2 separate regions of the Sus scrofa genome follow, and region 2 is linked to region 1. Evidence: chromatin contacts called from public targeted proximity ligation data. All regions are on one chromosome and are shown on one strand. The core of a region is the stretch at or near the end of the contact, and the rest is flanking DNA. Distances in the headings are between cores, read along the strand shown.

The links.
Region 2: a targeted proximity ligation map of skeletal muscle shows a contact between it and region 1. A contact is called at or near these places in 3 of 47 Hi-C or Micro-C datasets (psoas muscle and skeletal muscle) and 1 of 2 datasets of targeted methods (skeletal muscle).

Annotation. Positions count from the first base shown.
Region 1 is chr4:82,197,694-82,204,373 of Sscrofa11.1, reverse strand. It overlaps the pseudogene LOC106510108. Among named protein-coding and RNA genes, the nearest start is that of DPT, 87 kb to the left of the region's middle.
Region 2 is chr4:82,358,156-82,364,496 of Sscrofa11.1, reverse strand. LOC106510102 reads left to right here. Exons shown (of 9, transcript XR_002343354.1): 2 at 1,178-1,298; 3 at 2,377-2,441; 4 at 5,950-6,052. Among named protein-coding and RNA genes, the nearest start is that of DPT, 74 kb to the right of the region's middle.

The sequences.
Region 1 (6,680 bases), core at 1,959-4,458:
ATTGATGCCACCATAACTGCCAAAATGTCTACAACCAAGAGATTATGTTATCCTAGGGCAAAAATGAGGAGTATTTGGAAAGTTTTAATTAAGTTTATTGATTGCAGATAACAAAACGTCCACCTCTTCCATTGCACAATTTCTCAGAGTATATCTGATGAAAGGCTATTATGAAAAGAAAGCAGTTTCTTACATTTGCTAAAAGTCTTTCCCAAGTTTTCTATATTCCTTGGGAATCTTGGGAAGGCACAACAAATAGAATGCCAGCAATGATAATATTCTATCAGACAAATTTTCAGGAAAACCAAGAGGATGGTACATTGACTTTGGTATACATTTATTTATAAAACAACTGTATATCATCATCATATGGAGACTTTAAGTCACAAACAGAGAGAAAGAAAATTATGCAGGGAAGACTGGAGGAAAAAGGGGTGAGGGAAAGGGTTACACAGAGGGAAGAGAGAAATAACAAATTTGGGAAGCAGAAAAGAATGAAGGGGAAGAGTGGGAGAGAAACAGGATGAAATATATACGTATATGTGATCTTGTTCCTCCAGTCACACTTATGTTACCTAACAACCCAGTTTTTTCTGACTTGTGCCCTTTGTCAGTACCCAACCGGACCAGGGTATTCCAACTCCACCCCAGACTTCTTCACCTAGTGCCAGAAAATTCCTTTCATAGACTTCCAAGAAACTTTATTCTATCTGGCCAGGAGCACAGGACTCAGATGCCTAGGCCGATGGGTGCTCAGCTTTACCTGTTCTTAAATAAGTGGATCTGGCCTTTCTTCCATTCTCACTCTAGGGAAAAAGAGGGAGAGAGCTCTACTCCTTCTAAAATGGCCTGATGTGCCTCATGGACACCCTGTTGTGTGTGCAATAGGACCAGGTGTGGGGTGAGGAGGATGTAAGCATAGGTGTGGGTGGGTGGGATACGGTGTGGTATGTGGATCCATGTTTGTATACATGTATGTGTCCCTCTCACTTCTGAATAGTCTTCTGGTAGCTGGTGATCCTTGTCTGTGAGTTCATACATAATAGTGAGGCTCTAAAGAGCTAACTGGAGTTTTTCTGCACAGGTTGATCTTCTGAGCCAGTGAACCTCACTCACAAGGTGGTCAGACTGGCACACAAATGCTTCTCCGTGAGATCCATTAGCTCCCAAAGTTAGCTATGTCCTAATCCTGAACCTGTGACTATACTATATTACAAGCAAAGAGGAATTAAGTTTGTAGATGGAATAAAGGATTCGGTTTACCTTAAAGTAAAACGTTTCCCCACATTAGCAGATGTCTTCTTCAATCATCACAAAGATTAAACACGAAGCTATCAAATACATTAAAATGTGTTACCACAGAACAACTTTGGTAAAGAGGCTTATGCTACATAGACAAATATAACTTTATGGTTACTTCAAGTTTTTTCTTCTAGTATAAACGCTTCATATTAGCATCTATAATAGCAAAGATTTCTATCCATTTGAAAAGAGTTTGGAAGATACGGCTCAAATTTAGTTATCGAATACAGGTACCATTCCTCTGAAGCTATGAGAAGTTTTCCTTAAGAATAAATCCACTATTACAGAAAAAAAGAGAGAGGGAAATTATCCTGGATTACCTGAATTTTTAGACGGAGTACATGTATTATTTTGACATGAGTTAAAAATTAATTAATATTTGTAAAGCAAATTAAAAGTATCAGAACTTAATGATAGAGAACTTTATGAAGTTCTGATGAAAGTTTTCTTTTTCTGTCAATTTGGGCATGACCACATAGAAATCTAAATATAATCACAAGGGTCCTTAAAAGTGGAAGGAGGAAATTGGAAGAGAGAACCAGACAGACGCAGCATGAGAAGGACTTGGTCTGCCATTGCTGGCTTTGGAAATGGAAGAAGAGGGACACAAAGTGAGGAAAGTGGCAAGCCTCTAGAAACAGGAAGAGCAAAGAAATATAATACCCTCCTGAACCCCCTAAAAGTCAACACCTTGAGTTTAGCTCAGTGATACTCATTTTGGATTTCTATCCTCTAGATTTGTAAGAATATTTTTTTATTATTTTACACTGATAAGTTTGTGGTAGTTTGTTTCAGGAGCAGTAAGAAACTAATTCCCTCCTAATAGCAGTATAGCAGTAATAGCAGTATATATACACCTTTTCTTTTGCCCAGAAGTTTTTCCAGAGAAGAGAGAAAATAATCCTAACTTCTTGAAGTCTGGGAACCAGGCAGGGGTGTCTTACCCTTTCGTTTGCAAACTGTCCTCTAAGCACCACATTTTGTGTGGCATCACACACCTCCTTGGCTCCCAGGATGTTTGCAGTCAATCCTATTTTCAATTCCACCCTAAACTCTTTTTGACAAAAGTGGCTGGTATTTCTAATCCTGAGCCTCTATATAGTTTTATTGTATAAGTCAGTTTGCTTGCTGTTGGCTTTCCTCACTGCCACCCTAATTTGGAAGGTTTTACTAGCTTTGTTGCTTCAAATCACTTATCATCGTGAGTCCACTGTCATATGAAATTATGTAGATGTTATTAATCTTCTGCCATTGTCCTTACAGGTTTACAAATTATAACATTTTTACACGTATAAAATAAATAAACCATTTCACTGGGATTTCAGAAAGGAACAGAGACAAACAAGTCATTTCATTCATTATTCTTAACGGGAAATTTTTTTTAATCACTTTTAAAGTATTTTATAGATAGAAAACCAAGGCAATGGGTGGCTAAACACTTTCTTAGATTTTAAAATCAAGTCCTAATTGACTTCCTAGTCCATATTCACATGACTTCTCTGCCTGAAGCAGTTGGTATCTGAAAAGCCATTGGAGCTAAGTCTCCACAGTTGATCAATAGGAGCATCATGGGATCCTCACATGCATGGAGGCTGCACAGATTCCTTGACTTGTTCAAAATGCATTGTATCAAATTATCAGGCATAGAAATCTTGAATCTTAAATGTGGCTGCCCAGCTATGAACCATACTTTCCAACTCCTTCTCCCCCTTTCACCTAGGGGGTCCAAATGACTGGTTCGCATTAATGGAACATAAACAGAAGTGATGTGTGTTATCTCTAGGCAAAGGAGGTTAAGAAACATGTCGGCCTTCTCCACCCTCTCTCTTCTTCCCCTACTTGTCTGTGGGAGGCTGATGTGTAACTTTAGTGTGAACTGGAGGCAAAGTTTTATGGTAATACACCACTGGTAATTTTTAGCTTGTTTGTTACAGTATACTCTGTACTTATTACGCAAGGCAAAGCACAGACCTGGCATAGGGCAACATCTTTACAGAGGAAGGGATGACTTTTTGCTTCTCACAAAGTCTTCTTCTGCTAGCCAAGTTGTACAACTTTGAGTTGCATCTCCTCAAAGATGGGATATTTTGCCAATGAGCAAAAGTGATAGATATATGGGTTAGTGGTGGCTCTATAGGAATTAACCATTAGCTATGCTCCAAAAATTAGGAAGCTCAGTAAATATGGACAATAAGCCTGCATTAAGTCTTTGCCCTGTGGATGTACCATCCATAATTACAATAAATTGGATGGTTTAGAACAGCCCAGGGCAATGTTCAAGAAGTGAACTTGATCATTAGGCAAGTCAGTAATTTTTTAAAAAGGTTTAAAATCTTGGCTCTCAGTGTGAGAAAGTAGGTCTCTCTCCTTGTTTAAAAGCTAACTCTGATAAAACACATGAGAGACAGGAAATGAATCTGGTAACAAACCAAAAGCTAAATTTTCCAGCCTGATGAAATTTTTCCAGGAAAAGTACAGTGCCATGGGGAAATAGGGAATGGCTAGACAGAGAATTCAATTAGCCCTTTACAAACTGAGTTTACTTTTTAAGCAAAAATTTCTTTAATGCTCTTCCCCTTCTTATCCAAAAGTATGGCTGGATATGCTGCGAAAACACATTTTCATATGGTCCTTCATTTAGTTGTGAATCAATATCTTGGAAGCTCAATGGATACTCAGAAATCATTGCAAATTAGAGGAAGAATATGAAGAGAATGAGGAGGAAAGAACTAAAGAGAAGACAATGATTCCTAGATCCGCTTGCCCAAAGTTATTTTGAATGCCCTGCCTGAGAGGATAGATATATGGGGTCCTTGCAGGGGCTGAGTTCCCATTACTGAAAGCATCTAAGCAGTCCATTTTTCAAAGTTAATACTATTTGGGGTAGGAAGCTAGAGGAGATAATTGGTAAGGACTCTTCCAAACCTAAGACTCAATGGCAAAATGAAATGGTCACCAGCACACCTTTTATATCCAGAGGCCCAAATGGGCAGACTCTTTTTCCAAGTTCAGGGAAGTAAACCCATAGGAAGATGGTTAATGCCATATGGTATGGAGGATAGAGGACTTTCTGTTTAATATAGAATTTTCCTACTATAGGGCACAAACTGTTCTTTGATTTAAAGCAGTAATTACTTCTCTGGCTTGCCCATATTAGGTTGTCAGCCTTTGAGCTCTGTCATTGCTGTGCCATTGTCAGAATCAAATTACTAAAAAGGTCAGCATCATTCATATGTGGTTTGATAAGAGTGAAAATGCCCGACAGAAAGTCTATGAGCATCTAGACCCTTGAGTCTACAGCTTTGCCCTTATTTGTTAATTTTACTGTTACTATTTTTGCTCCAAGGTTTACAGGTCAAGATCATAAGCCTAAAACCATCTCTGGAAATTTACAAATAATATGGTCACCTAACTATCTTAGATGTTTCATCTAACTGGATGGAACATGCCTCCTGAGACTCTTTGCAGCCAAATGAAAACTTCTTGATGGCAGAGACCCTGCTTCTTTGAATTTCATTTGGCAGTTACCTTGGGACATTCATAAAAATTTGCGTATGGATTAACTTACTAGTTTAAAACTTACAAATGGAAATGTAGAATGAAATAAGAGCCCAACGAAGAAGTTCTGGGTTTCAAGACAAAGACTTCAAGGAGAAGGCCAATAATCTGAGTGTCAATCCCAGTTAAACCTCTGATATTTATACAACTTTAGATCAGTTACTTTACCTGGAAATGTAGTCTTTCTATCTTAGAGAATGAAAATTTCTTTCTCTTTGATATAACTTGAGAGAAAATTGTTAATATGTGATTGGTTCATAACTAATATCCAGGATTTTTTTTTCTTCACATAATGAGACCCATTAACTATCTTCGACATCAGTTATTAATCAGCAATTAAATTAAAACAATAGGCAAGTGATAATTATTAAAATTGCTAAAAACTGTGGCTTACACATCAAAAGACCTGAATTTTATTCTCACATAGCTTGGTCCTGCTATTTTGCTGCTGGTTTGATTCATGACTCTGGATAAATTGAGTTTGTTTGCTTACTTATTTGTCTTTACCTCTCCAGGCCTCAGTTTCCTTTATATATATAAATATACATAAACATATATATATATATATAAACTCACACATATATATATTTTTTCCTTTGTCAGCCACACCTGCAACATATGGAAGCTCCTGGGCCAGGGATTGAAGCCAAGCCACATCTGCATCCTACACCACAGCTATGGCAACGAGGGATCCTTAACCCACTGCACTGGGCCAGGGATGGAACATGCCACAGAGATGAATCAGATCATTAACCCACTGTGCCACAGCGGGAACTCCTCCTTATTTTAAAATGAGAGTAACCGACTAGGGATTTCCAAGTCCCTTTCAGCTTTAAAATTCTGTGATTCCAATGGAGACTGTGGGTATGTAGAAGCATACTGTGTAGTATATTTTGACTACCAGTATGTCACAGTAAACAAAATTCCCACTATTTGAACCACTACTTATGACCATGAGTTTTAAATGGGCTCTGTGCTTTAAATATCTTCAAATATGTTTACCAGAGAACAGCAACTCATTACAATATAATTTTTCGGCCATTTGTTTATCAAAAAAAATAAGCCATAGATTAGCAGACAGTGGGTTCTTCAAGATTTGAGACCTGAGAAAGGTCTGTATTAATGTATTGTACTCCAGAACATATAAGTGTTGCATGGGGAAGGAAAGATAACTCCTGCTTCAGTTTTGCCTAGAGTGGCCTTGGTTCTCAACTTACTTTGAAAATGTTAAAAAAAAAAAAAAAAAGAGAGAGATATTACTCATCATGAACATTATTTCTTTGGAATAGAGTAGACAACAATGAATAACATGGTATGATTAAAAAAACTTTACTATTTAGAAATAATTATGAGTAATTGAAGCCACTAGTGTAATTTACTAGTATTATTTAGTAATAAAGCAGAGAAGGAAAGAAGAAAGTCATAAAAATTTACTATAAAGGGATTAAAGGTAGAGAACTTCAACTCCCCACTTTTAACATTTACTAAGATGTTGGACTCTTTCCCAGATATTTTGCATTAGCCTACCTGTTTCTCAAGATCTATATGAAATAACATTTCTTCCATAAAACCATTGATCTTCTTTAAAAGATACACTCTTTTTCCTATATTCAATTGAAGTATTCAAGTATTTATGGAGCGCATACTCTTAAATCAGGTGCTGAGCTCAATAATGTAAGAACTGAATACACCCCAATCACCCATTTTCTGAAACCTTCAGAGCATTTTTGTTTATACCAATACTTAACATTTTCTTTATACCTAACATATGTCATGTTCTACCTTGATTAGGTTATACTTGTTTGCCTGGCATGAACCTT
Region 2 (6,341 bases), core at 62-2,561, 160 kb before region 1:
AAGCTTATATTCTACTGGGAAGAGACAGAATGATAAACAATTGAAAATAGTTAGAGTGTTAACAGGAGTTAAAATGAGTCAATGAGGAGTTCCCTTGGTTAAGGCCAGGGAGTCTGGAGCTCAGTAGGTGGGGGTATTGAGGAATTGGGTACCAATGGAGAAGTGGGCAGAGCTGAGCATGTTCAGGTTTATTTATCAAGAATATTTCACAAGGAGTTCCCGTTGTGGCTCAGTGGGTTAAGAACCTGACATAGTGTCTGTGAGGATGTAGGTTTGATCCCTGGTCTCCCCTTACCCAGTGGGTTAAAGATCTGGTGTTGCTGTGAGCTGTGGTGTAGGTCACAGATGGGGCTAGGATCTGGCATTGCTGTGACTGTGGTGGAGGCCGGCAGCTGCAGCTCTGATTCCACCCCTGGCCTAGGAACTTCCATGTGCTGTAGGTGTGGACTAAAAAGAAAAAAAAATATATGATAAGGTCATCAAATACTTCCATAAAGAGGTATGTAATGTTTGGTAGCCTCTTGATTTATGTTTAAAAAGGTCACTCTGACCTTTTTAAAGGTCTTTTTTTGGGAATGATTCTTAGTGAGGTCAGTGTGTGAACAGGGACTCAGAAAGGAGGCTCTTGGGTAGCTGGGATAAGAGATATAGTGCCTCTCATGGGGATGGGATACCAGCAGAGATGGAAAGAAGATGCAGGGTGCTTTAGGGAGTAGAGGTGAATGGACTTGCTGATGGATAGAGGAAGTGGGCAATTGGATGAGAGACAGGCTCAGAGAAGCTGCTGGGTTTTGGCTTCAGCCATCGCTGCATAGGAGTGAATTGATCACTGAGAAGAGGAACAACATTTGCCTGAAACTTTATGATTTGCAAAGGACTGTCAGCTATATTATCTCTTGTTTTTACAACAAGCCTTGAGAGGTAGTAAAAATATAATCTCTGTTTCACAGACAAGATAATTAAGCCTCTGAGAGGGTAGATTTGTTTCTATCCACACAGTTAGTAAATGGAAAGTCTGAGTGGGAAACTTGGGCTTCTAGATGCAGCGGGTCTGTTGCTTATTTCCCTAGAGAATTGTCCCCCCGAAAGCCAGAAGGAATCCTGTACACAAGCACAGTCTCCATCGCTGAATAAAGTCACACATTTTGATTCTTCTCTACTATTACCTCTATTTCAGGTTAATTTACCTCATACTTATAACTTTGACAATCAAACAGCTTAACAGCTATTTCAGACATCTATTCCTGCTAGAGGATGCACTGTCCCTATTTTTGGAAGCCGGCTGACGCAGAAGAAAGGTAATGTGATAGAGAACCTTTAGACCCTTTTAAATCACCAACGCAAATCACCACCAGATTACCAAGGATCTAAATATGTACTGTCTAATGACGTTCATAAAGATGCCAGCACACCGTTATGTTCCTCTTTGATGTTTTAGCAGTATTTACATAGAATTCTAAAGAACTACTTTCCAAAAAAGAGTTTTAGATATTCTATAGATGTTATCGCCACTGTTTTTTGCAATAACCCTGAATAGCTCAGGGAGGTCAATCTCCTCAAACATCTAGAAAGAGCCTGTTTGAATATTCGAATCCTAGTCTGTAAAGTCAAAGGCCATGCTGTTTCCACCATGACACTGTTTATTAGAGGGAAGAAATCCAATTCTGGTCCCTTTGACATTTAGTGTCCTCCCTCCTCACTAGCCACCTCTAGTGATGGTGAGCAGGCACAATTCACCACAATTGGTTACTTTAGTAAATAATTTTCAATATAAGTGAATTAAAATAAAATGTTATCAATTTTTCCCACTAGAAATTTTTGCTAATGTCCTGGGAATTTGCAAAATCAGTAATCTGTTGACTTTAGCTCTATGTCTGTGATACTGCCTTACTGATAGCTTTCCAAAGAAGATAGTGGGTAATCAAGGCAAACTCTGTGGAATTTTGATGAGCACAAACAAACCAGGGTAACATTTAAATTATGTGCAGCAGGTAAAATCTAAGTCTTGATATTTTCAGTGGAAAACTAGTTTGGAATAGAGAAAAAAATAATTTAATATGTTACTATTAAACATAAACTTGCTTTGGGATTTTGCTTGCTTTCATCATCAAGTAACTAGCCCTAAAGTTCTCAGCCAGGCTTGGATTTAGGATGTCAGGCTCTGGTAGTGAGAGCTAGATGGTGCTATAGTATAATTGCCAGCTGCCCAATTACTACCAGTTTGTCTGACTGTAATGAATGAGGGTTCTGGAATATGAAATTCAGCTCTGTGTTGCTCGTATTTTCTGTAAGTGCAATATAATACAACATAAAATGAAGAATTTTATCTTCTCTCTCTTTCTCCCCCCTGCTCTTTCCATCTGATATGCCTACCAGCCACCTCCCCCCGCCGCCGCCCCAACAGACACGCACTTTGCTGACATTTTTCCTAGAATAAACAGGTGAGAATCACTATTCTGGGTGGTCTGACTGTTTCCAGAGTGACAAACGCATCTTTTATCCTATGTCCCAGATTCAGCAGTTCTTTTTCTATCTAATCAAAGAGGGCTAAAGTTTTTATAGGTCATATGTGAGATAAGGTTAGTGCCAACTTACATGAATGGCTTGTAGTCTTGCAGGAAGGACAATGAATGGTATTTCAGAGTGGGAAGGAGACATTGGACGTTTTTCAGTTCAATTTCCCACTTGGGTTTGATGTAGTTCATTTTTTGAGTTTGAAAAAAAAAAGTACTTCCAGATATTCCAGTTTATTTGCAAGGGTTAAGGAAGGCCAGGAATAAGTTTCTGGTATAGGAAGGCCCATGACTGTGTGCTCTTACATGATAGTGCATAATGCTGGGAAAATGAAGGACCAGAATGTTAACAGAATGGTACCTTCCAAGTGTGTGCTCCTAATGTCACATGCTATCCTATAGGAGGAGCCAAACCATTCAACAAATTCAGCTGAAGCATTTAAGAAAATGAGACTTTTTGCTTCCCACAACCTCTCTTTCTTTAGTCCCTGTCTCTACAGCTTCTAGTTGTCATAAATGTCACAAATACCTCACCTATTCTTGATATAAGAACATACTATACAGAGCATACAGAAGAGAATGACTATGATGAAATAGATGATGAATTTCTGATTGAGGGCCTCTGGGAAATTTTCCCTTCCCTCAATTTTTCCTCTTCAGCCTGCCTAAGGATCACCCATATCACTCTCCAAGATGAGATTTATTTCTGAATTGAGGCCATGTTTACTTCATAGGAACTTGCAAAAACACACACGTTTGGCCAAACAGCATGCACAGGATTCCTGAAAACAATTTAAAACGAAATGATGGAGTTCCTCTGTGGCTCGGTGGGTTAAGGATCTGACATTTTCTCTGTGGGGATGTGGGTTTGATCCCTGGTTTGCTCAGGGGGTTAAGGATCTGACATTTCCACAAGCTGTGACCAAGCTAAGAAGACATGACCTTATAGGGAGAGCAAACAGGGGATCAGGTTCCTGATGAAAGCCAAGCCAAGTTGTCTTAAAGACTCAGTGAGGAGAAGGGAGCATGGGATGAAAGGAAGATCGATGGATGAGCTATAGGTGTTGCCTCCCTGTCCGACATCCCAAACTGATTCACCAGAGCCGGGCTCTGATTTATGGGTTTATGGGTTATGGTGCCTCCAGAGAGCATAGCTAATTTCTCTGCCAAGCAGAGAATGAAATTTACCCAATAGAAATACTATAATTAAAGGGCAATAGTGGTTTCATTGCAAAACAAAATAGAAGTTCATAGAGAGATTTAAAAGCAACATTTACAAGACGGAAATTAAGGCTTGTGGATCCCACCTTTGCAGGACCCGGTTTTGCTCCCACTGCTGCAGTCACTATAACTATAGGTGCTGTGCTTTTAGGCTTTCCTCCCTGAGTTTTCCTGCCTTTCCCTCATGTTTACCCCCTGGGGAGGCATTGGCTCTGGAGCCAGACAGATCCGTAGGCAAATCTTGGGGAGTCATTGACCACTTTGCCCCTCAGTTTCTTTTTGAAGTGAAATAATCTGATACACTGTGGGGAGGGTTAACTAGTTACTATCTGTAAAGTACTTAAGGTCTGACGGTCAAATTGTCAAATGTCAAATGTAAGTTCCATGACTACAGGCATTTTGTGCATTTTTTGTTCCCTGCTGCCTCCTCAGCACATAAAACAGTGCCAGGTACAAAGTAGGTATTCAATAAATACCTGTGAATGAACAGATGGCACATGGTTCTTTTTTTTTTTTTTTTTTTTTTTTTGTCTCTTTGCTATTTCTTGGGCCGCTCCAGTGGCATATGGAGGTTCCCAGGCTAGGGGTCCAATTGGAGCTGTAGCCACCAGCCTACACCAGAGCCACAGCAACGCGGGATCTGAGCCACGTCTGCAACCTACACCACAGCTCACGGCAACGCCAGATCCTTAACCCACTGAGCAAGGGTAGGGACTGAACCCGCAACCTCATGGTTCCTGGTCGGATTCGTTAACCACTGCGCCACGACAGGAACTCTGGCACATGGTTCTTAATAAGTGCTACCCATAGTTATATCCCCTCTTTAGAGTTTATATCCCTTGAGAAGAAAAATGTCTTCTCTTCTACTGTGACTTTGTAAAAATATCTAAGGCAGACCGTGGCTTCCTCCATCTACACTTGCTCTCCTCCAAGCATAAATCCGATCTTCCCATAAAGCCTTTAGATGGTACCAAAGTTCTTAAAGTGGTTCACACACACAGCAGGATTTAGCCCTTTTCTACCTTTCATTCAGTGTCATTGGCCTCCTGATAAGCGAGGATTGCCTTCCTCAAAACTGCCTGTAATAGAACCACTCTATGCTTGCATTTTGTTGGATCACATGGTTCCTCCAGTGAGCTCCCAGGCTTATCATCGTCTTGCTTTCAGGCCTTCACACATGAGATTGTTTCTGTCCCTGATACTCCTTTATTCTCCTTCATCTGGCGGTCTCTTACTCATCCTTCAAGCTTCAAATTAAATATTGCTTTCACAGTACAATTTTCACTGACTCTCTAAACCAGGTTAGATAGCCTTGTGTGTTCCCATAACATTCCACATGCCCCTTTGGTATTACTTTGCATGCAGGAGTGTCTGTCTTACTGGTATTCTTACATGACTGAAGAACCCATGAGGGCCAGGATTCTTCTTGTCTTGTTCAGCATGGTGTTCTGGAAGCCTAGCCAAATGTGTGGCGCTCAATATGTACTCACAAATATGTCTGTAAATAAATGTAAAATGAAGAACATATAAAAAACAAAGGCTTTGGAGTCAGGCATACTGGGTTCTGATTCAACTTTAGCTAGCTGCCAGTCCTATGATCTTGGTCAAGATACTTATTTTTAGAGACTCTTAATGTTTACCTATGTAAAATAGAGATAGTACAACCAAGCTCATAGGATTTTTTAAAAAAGGTTAAATGGATGAAGTATGTAAAATATCTCAAACAGTAGCTGGCTTGTAATAAATGCTCAACAAAGTTAATTATTATAATTATTATCATTAATAATATGACTAAACCTAACCTTGAAGATAAGGTACTGACTGAATCCACCCATTCAAAACAAGTAATAGTCAACAAATAACTAAGAATATCTGTTTCTGCCTAATTCGAAAAGATACATGCACCCCAATATTCATTGCAGCACAATTTACAATAGCCAAGACACAGAAGCAACCTAAATGACCATCAACAGAGGATTGAATAAAGAAGATGTGGTATATATATCCAATGGATATTACTCAGCCATAAAAAAGAATGAAGTAATGCCATGGGCAGCGGGCAGGAAATAGAGAATAATTCAATATAGTTCTTTAAAAGTGGTACTAGTTGTTGTATTGCTGGAATATGGCAAGTCAGAAACTACTATTTTTTAAAGGTGCCTGTACTTCAGAAGCCTGATTGTATTGATTGCAGTTTCTTGGTTATATCCTCTAGTGATTCAGCTGAGATAGCTTGACCGGATCACTGTTGAGAACAAAATGATATGATTGTTATATGAAGCAAGAGGTGGTCCAAGAAGAAGGTATAATCTCCAGGGGTAAGTAAGGGAATTTCCTGGGCTCTTAGGTGGGGTGCTCTTCTCAGTTCATTCATGGTGCTATATTTTGTTGAAAAGAATTAATTGATTTTTCTTCTGTATCAAGAGAAAATGGGAAAAGAGGAAAAATTACAGGGGAAAAATTACATAAAGAAACCTTGCTGATGTATGAAAAATTGTAGTTGGAGATAGGGAAAATGTTCCATGGTTGTTTGTAGCCCTTCCTAATTGTAGATTTGTAGAAAGAAAGCCTTAGAAAGACCTATAGTTCCATCTTCGTGGCCTTCCT